2 separate regions of the Mus musculus genome follow, and region 1 is linked to region 2. The links are chromatin contacts, called in public HiChIP or PLAC-seq maps. All regions are on one chromosome and are shown on one strand. Each heading gives the region's core, a stretch centred on a gene start, on an enhancer-like site or on the middle of the called end of the contact. The rest is flanking DNA. Distances are from core to core; before and after follow the strand shown. Region 1 holds the start of Psap (prosaposin). Region 2 has its middle 22 kb from the start of Ascc1.

Region 1 (3,612 bases), core at 879-3,378, 300 kb after region 2:
CCCACTACCTAGAACCAAGTTGTTTATTTATTTATTGGTTTTTTCGAGGCAGGGTTTCTCTGTATAGCCCTGGCTGTCCTGGAACTAACTTTGAAGACCAGGCTGGCCTTGAACTCAGAAATCTGCCTGCCTTTGCCTCCCAAGTGCTGGGATTAAAGGCATGAGCCACTACACCCGGCTAGAACCAATTTATTTTATTTATTTATTTTTAAAAATACATTTACCTTTATTTTATGTGCATTGGTGTGTTGTCTGTATGCATGTCTATGTGAGAGATCCTGGAGTTACAGAAAGTCGTGAACTGTCCTGTGGGTGCTGAGATTTGAACTTGGGACCTCTGGAAGAGCACTTGGTGCCTTCAACCACTGAGCCATCTCTCCAGCCCCCAGAACCAATTTTTGAAATGTTATTTTACTGTTTTTTTTTTTTTTTTTTTGAGACAGAGTCTTACTATGTGGCTTAGGGGCCCTAGAGATCCTCCTGCCTCTGCCTCCCCCATGCTAGGACTAGAAGCGTGGGCATGCATGCTTGTCTTTATCTTCCATCCGTCACGAGTCTATTACACAGCATCTGTTCTTTCTCCAAGCAACACAAGTTGCCTAAAATACATTTTTATTGTTTTTTTTTTCCTCTTTTTTTTCTGCTTACACACTCAGACTTCCATTCTCCCTGCCTTCTCACCAACACTGATTCAGAGACCTCTGAGTCTATCTTGCAGTCTGCAGTTCCCAAGATCACAAATAAAGGCGTCTCTCGTTTGCCGTTTTCTGAGTTTGTATTGATTGACAACTGCAGAATGGCAGCCTGTGAATTTGAATCCTGAGTGTAAAGATGTAGGCAAATCTGTAACCTGTTTGTGCTTGAGTCTCATCTGTTAGCACGGCACGAATCACAATAAATGGGGGCTGGAGATGCCACTCAGTTGGTAGAGTCATTGCCCGACATGAGTTGAAGGCCTGGGTTTGGTTCCTAGAACCAAACAGAACATGTATGGTAGCACAGGCAGGCAGATCAGGATTTGGAAGTGACTGAAGTTCGAGGACTGCCTGAGATACACGAATCCTCAGCTGCACAGCCAGTTGTCAGCCTCTTTGGGCTACAGGAAACCCTGTCTTAAAAAACTAACCACTAGCCGGGCGTGGTGGCCCACGCCTTTAATCCCAGCAGGCAGACAGATTTCTGAGTTCGAGGCCAGCCTAGTCTACAAAGTGAGTTCCAGGACAGCCAGGGCTATACAGAGAAACCCTGTCTCGAAAAACCAAAACAAACAAACAAACAAACGAACAAAAAAACTAACCAAAAAAACTAATCACCGCCAGGCGTGGTGGCACACACCTTTAATCCCAGCAGCACTCGGGAGGCAGAATCAGGCAGATTTCTGAGTTCGAGACCAGCCTGGTCTACAAAGTGAGTTCCAGGACAGCCAGGGCTACACAGAGAAACCCTGTCTCGAAAAACCAAAAACCAAACCAAACCAAACCAACCAACCAACCAAACAAAAAACCCCTAACTACCACTGTACAAGGGTCAGGCAGAAGAATTACATGTTCAGAGACTTTCTGGGGAATTTGGTGACACCCTCTTTCAAAAATAAAGTAAGGAGTGAGCTGGGAGGGTGGGGGGAATGGTGGTGTGCAGCTTGGAGGTACAACACTTGATATCAAGTATAATGCCTTGGGTTCAATACCGGCGACTGCAAACAAAAATCCCTGCTCCCGCCCCCCAACCCCCAACCATTCTCCAAGGGGTTGAGGCAGAAGGTTGAGAGTTCCAGGTCTGCTGCGACACTGAATTGTCGACCAGCAAGGCCATAGTGACTCGGCATCTCAAAAACAAATAGTAATACTTAAAAGATGCTGGGGCTCAGGGGTGGGGTGGGGTGGGGGAGCACAAGATGCAGTTCAGGGCTTGGTACCAGCCCTGGGCTGGATTCCTCACATTGCAAAGGTAAAGAGAGGCGTTAGATACCGTTCGGCGCCTGACCTTGATTTAATCACCAGATATGGTTTTCTTTTATTACCACCACCCGCGCCTTCCCGCCACCTTCCCTGGGCGTTTTCAGCCTGCTCCTCTTCGCACCCTCCCTCCCCGCAGGCGCGCTGCGCGACGCTGAGTCAAGCTGCGCCCAGTTTGGGCGGGGCCCGCGCCTGCGCACTGGCGTCTGCGGCGAGGTTGGGGGGTAGATTTATATTCGTCTGGTCAGCTGACGTTCTGCATTGCAGCCTGCGAAGTGAAGCGGCGCCATGTACGCCCTCGCCCTCTTCGCCAGCCTTCTGGCCACCGGTGAGCTTAGAAGGGTCCCCTGGTCTGGTAGAGAAGAACGCTATAGCGTCCCCTGGGTCCCGGGAACCGGGCAGTCCTGCGGTACCGGCCTCGCCCTCCGCTCGCTTCCCGGGGCGCGCTTAGGCAGGCCTCGCTGTGCGCAGGCGCAGATCGGGGCTGGTGGCGGAGGGGGACCTGTTCCAGATTCTCTGCACTGGGGGACCACTGGGAGGTGGGAGAGACGTCTTGTCCTGTGTGTGCAGGCCTTGTGCAAGGCCTTGCGGGTGACTGCGGTTCTCCCTGGGATGGAGGTTGGGAGAGGTCACTCGATGACCTCTTCCGTCGCTGTGTTGACTCTATCCTGGTGTAGGTGATAGACATGGCCTTGAAGCCCCATCCTGCAGGTCAGGTCGGCCCGTGACCTCTGTCCCAGACTGCACTCGTATGGGAGTTGCAGGAAGCGTCTTTGTGTCTGCCCCGGGCCGGGGGGTGATTTTTTTGGCTTCTGTGTGAACTCAGGAGCGTAGTAGGTCTTGGAGGGAATTGTGTAGTCCCGATTGCATTGGAACTCTTAATTTTTTTGTTTGATCTGGCAAAGCCATTGGCCAGCCTTTATTTTATAGCAAGTGTTTCTAAAATGATTTTTCTTAAAAGCACTGCAGGTTGGCAAGGCAGCGCCAGGGGACTCACACTTGGAAGGCATAGGTAGGAGGATTTTGAATTTGAGGTCAGCCTGTGCTACACAGAAAGCTCAAGGCTAGTCTGGACTGTGTATGAGATTTTTTTTTTTTTTTTTTTTGTGCAAGAAAAATGAAAAGAAACGCACTTGGTCCTGCTTGCTCTGTGTCATACATAACTCGTGAGTTCTGATTCACCCACACCACCAAAACCAGACTTCTTTTTCTCTCTCTCTGTAGTATGGGCCATTGAACTTGGATCGTAACACACGGTAAACGAACATCCTCTACTGAGTCACACTATACCCCTTACCTGTTTCCTTGGAAAAATTATTTCTAATACACATGTAGTTCATTTGACTGCCAGTCTAGTTAACTGGGTTCCTTCTTCCTTCTTAGGTAGATGGGAGGACCCTGATGGCCTTGGTCTAAAACTCCAGGCTCTGTGCCTCACGTCAAGGTCATACTGAAGAATGGTAGCTTGTCTTGACTGTCCACCATTGAGTTGTTGGTTGTCTATGATGACTGCAAACCACGTGTGCTCCCTGAGGCTCTTAGGACTTATGGGCTCAGTGTGGCACTACTGTAGTTCAGGGTGCCACTCATAGCTTGCCTTTTAATGATGTTCTGGGTGCTTAGAATGTTCCAGGTCCCGTCTAGTCTTCACAAAGCC
Region 2 (3,430 bases), core at 241-2,740:
TTATCACTATGAAATTGTCTTTGCCACCCTCCTCATACCCAGCTCCCAGCCTGCTTCTGCAGCCTCCTGGACTAGGGCGGGCCTGCAGCTGCCACACTGAATAGTCTCTGCTTGCTGCTGCTCCTTTGTTCCAAATGACTTCCAAATCTGACTACAGAAGAGTCACACTTGAGCCTGAGGCTACATACTGGGTACCAGGAAGAGAGAGGAGACTGTAGTTTTTCTTTATTTATGTGGTATCCAGCTATGCACGTTCATGTGTGTGCACATGCAGGCCAAAAAGTAACACTGGATGTTTTCTTTATTCACTGAGGCAGTGCTTCTCAACTGAAGCCAGAGCTTGCTGTTCCTGCTCGCCACCTTGCCTCAGGGACCTGTCTCTTGAGTACAGAATTATAAGCAAATCGCCATGCCTACCTGGCATTTATACCCACGCAGGTTCTGGAGATTGGCTCCTTAGGCTCAAGTGGTAAGGGCCACCCTGTGAGCCATCTTCCCAGCCTTTATTATTTTTAAATTAAAAAAAAATTATTTTATGTACACTGGTGTCCTGCCTGCATGTATGTCTATGTGAGGGTGTCAGATTTCCTGGAACAGAAGTTACAGACAGTTGTGAGCTGCCATGTGGTTACTGGGAACTGAACCCAGGACCTTTGGAAGAGCAGTCAGTGCTCTTAACCATGGAACCATCTCTCTAGCCCCTTATTTATTTTAAAGCAAGGTGTCATGTAATCTAGGCTATTGTCCAACCTTAGTATGTAGCTGAGAATGATCATGTAGAACTTAATTTAAAAAAATATTTATTATATGTATGCATACCATAGCTGTTTTCAGACACTCCAGAAGAAGGCATTAGATCTCATTATGAATGGTTGTGAGCCACCATGTAGTTGCTGAGATTTGAACTCAGGACCTTCGGAAGAGCAGTCAGTGCTCTTACCCGCTGAGTCATCTCTCCAGTCAGTACTTAGGTTTTTTAAAAATTATTTATTTTATGTGTCTGAGTGTACTGTCTGCATGTATGTGTCCAGAAGCCAGAAGAGGGCATTAGATCCCCTGGAGTGGAGTTACAGGTGTTTGTGAACTGCCACACATGAGGGTTAGGGATTGAGCCCAGATCTCCTAGAAGAGCTACCAGTGCTCTTAACCACCAAGTCATCTCCTTAGCACAGACAGTGAACTTCTGATCCTCTGACTGCCATGGCCTTAGTGCTGGGATTACAGTGTGCACCTCACCTGGTTTGATACCCTGTGTTTGAGACATAGCTTTAGTCTGGAGCTCACTCTGTAGTCCAGGCAGGCCTCTGACTCACAGAGATCCTCCTGCCTCTGCTTTCCAGGTGCTGGGATTAAAGGCGCGTACCCCCCACACCTGGCTTAAAGCCTGCATTTTCACTTGTGAGGCGCAGGCAGGCCTGGGAACTGTCGCCACATGTGTCACCCATGGTGCTGTTGTAACCTGCGGTGTGGCACATGCTGGCTGAGTACTCACTCCGACTCCTGCGAGTTGCTAATGCCGATGGCCCCAGCATCTGTCTTCCTGCTTTCACTTCCCCTGCCCTCTAGCCCAGCACAGCAATTTGCCTATGCCCTTGCCCTTGCCATGCAAACCCTCCACCAGCAGCTACTTATTTTCCCCCATCCCATTGCTGGGCTGTGGGAACTGCTTATCAACTTCCTCCCAAGACTGCTGGCCAGTTCACAGACAGGAGCCATCAGATGGGACCTCCCTCAACTTCCTGTCAGGTCACCTAGAAGGCTACCCACATCAGCAGTATCCTTTCCCCTCCATCTTCAACCGGTTTCTGCTTGTCATCTGTTCCCACTTCTCAGCGTCTCAGCTCCAGCAGTCCCTTCCCTTGCCACCTCCTGACAAAGGACTTTAAGGCTTCCTAGGCTTTGCCCCCCAACCCCAGCCCCTCGCCCCCAAGCAGGCAGTGCTCCCCCGACCTCTGATGTGGCTGAGATGAAGACAAGGTCAAGCAGCTGCCTTCAGCCCCAAGCTCACTTGTGTGGCTGCCCTAGATTCTGCTGTCTGCCTCTGACTTTTGGGTGCCACCTTCCTGCTTCTGTTCTCTGGTAACCGACTGCCTGTCGATTTCCTGGCACCCCTCTGCCTACACAAGGTTGGTAGCAGCTCCTGGAGAACCCTGTTGGGTACAATCCTCTGCTTACTTCACAGATTTTCTGGACAGTGTCATCTGTACCCTGCCATGGATTTTCTTGTGTGCTGGGGATGGAACTCAGGCCCTCATATATTCCAGGCAGTAACTGTGCCACTGAGTTACACTCCTTACCTTCCTGTGGCTTACCAAACACTTCTAGGCTGCTGAATCAGGAATCCGAGTTACAGCCCATTCTCTTAGAACCTAGCCTCACAGCCTCGGGAGGCTTCCTTAACCTGCTCCTGTCTGCAAACCCTCATCCTAGCCAACGCTATTACCTGACACGAGAAATCGGGCCAATTCCACCAACCACCACGTCCTTCCCAGGGCCCTCTGGAGCAGCTCCTGGATGAGATCCATCCTCCTGTCTTCAACTCCAAGGGCAGCCATTTCTCACTCCATCTCCCCGCCTCCCACCAGTGTTCTACCACACCCTCAACTCAGCTCTGCATCAGAACCAGATCTTGGCGGTTCCCCTCTGCAGCCCTCAGTGGGCCCCACACAGTCTCTGAGGGGTCCAAGTTTGGTCCCACTGCTTGCGGAACCATCCACAGCAAGCCACCCATAGCCCACAGAGCACGGGCCTTTGCTTACCCAAGGACTCCCAACACATTTAATTCCTTCTACCTAGAAAGTTCTCTTCCCCACCTGCTTTTGGCTCAGGTCTTGGTCTAACCATATCCCTTCTGGAAAGTAGACCTCTGTGTCCCAGCTGGATCCCTCCTTTCTGCTGTGATATCTTACAGCACCCCAAACTTTCTACTTAAGTTCCTTTGTTGCGTCTGCTATTTCCACAGACTCCATGGGCTGAGGACTGCGTCTTGCTCAGCACCATGGCCTATCAGCGAATAGACCTACAGAGGCTGAGTTAGTGCTCAGTGTGTGGTGAGGAGCTGTCCTCCTAGAAGTAGTAACCAACACGCTGCTTCATTATCTGCTCTGGACAGCGCGTTATAATAGTGACACACACCGGCTCGGGAAAGCAACTCTTAGAGAGACTGGACAGACTGGAAAACTAATGTGTGAAGCAGAGCCTGGCTGGTGGATGCTGACACACTGCACTGCCACCGTGCCATTTGCGTGTGGGCAGGAAGTTACCAGTATCACTGGCTTTGGCTCACTGCATGGATAGAATCATGTGCTGCATGGCTGCTTTGGAAGCTCCTATTTGTTCCATAGTTTATGTCATCAGTGTAGCAGCGAAGAGGTCGGGCTCTGGGCTAAGTTCTAGGGTAGTCTAGCCTCTGTCCCTTCTTACCTCAGAT

Evidence for each region. HiChIP or PLAC-seq counts read pairs in DNA pulled down with a chosen protein or histone mark.
Region 1: a contact with region 2 is called in an H3K4me3 HiChIP or PLAC-seq map of pro-B cells, with 4 times the contacts expected there. The contact joins the promoter of Psap here to the enhancer-like site in region 2. A contact is called at or near these places in 2 of 39 promoter capture datasets (the C10 cell line and pre-B cells), 5 of 115 datasets of contacts at active chromatin or transcription factors (T-cell acute lymphoblastic leukemia, bone marrow-derived dendritic cells, forebrain and 2 more) and 2 of 9 other capture datasets (adipose tissue and liver).

Annotation. Positions count from the first base shown.
Region 1 is chr10:60,275,500-60,279,111 of GRCm38.p6, forward strand. It overlaps Psap (prosaposin), which reads left to right and starts at 2,129. Exons shown (of 15, transcript NM_011179.3): 1 at 2,129-2,283. The coding sequence starts at 2,244.
Region 2 is chr10:59,979,446-59,982,875 of GRCm38.p6, forward strand. No RefSeq gene overlaps it. Among named protein-coding and RNA genes, the nearest start is that of Ascc1, 22 kb to the right of the region's middle. Within about 2 kb of position 1,491, at least 182 of the 459 cell types and tissues checked have an H3K27ac peak or open chromatin away from gene starts, as enhancers often do. A contact at or near this core is called in T-cell acute lymphoblastic leukemia, adipose tissue, liver and 2 more, where this site is marked.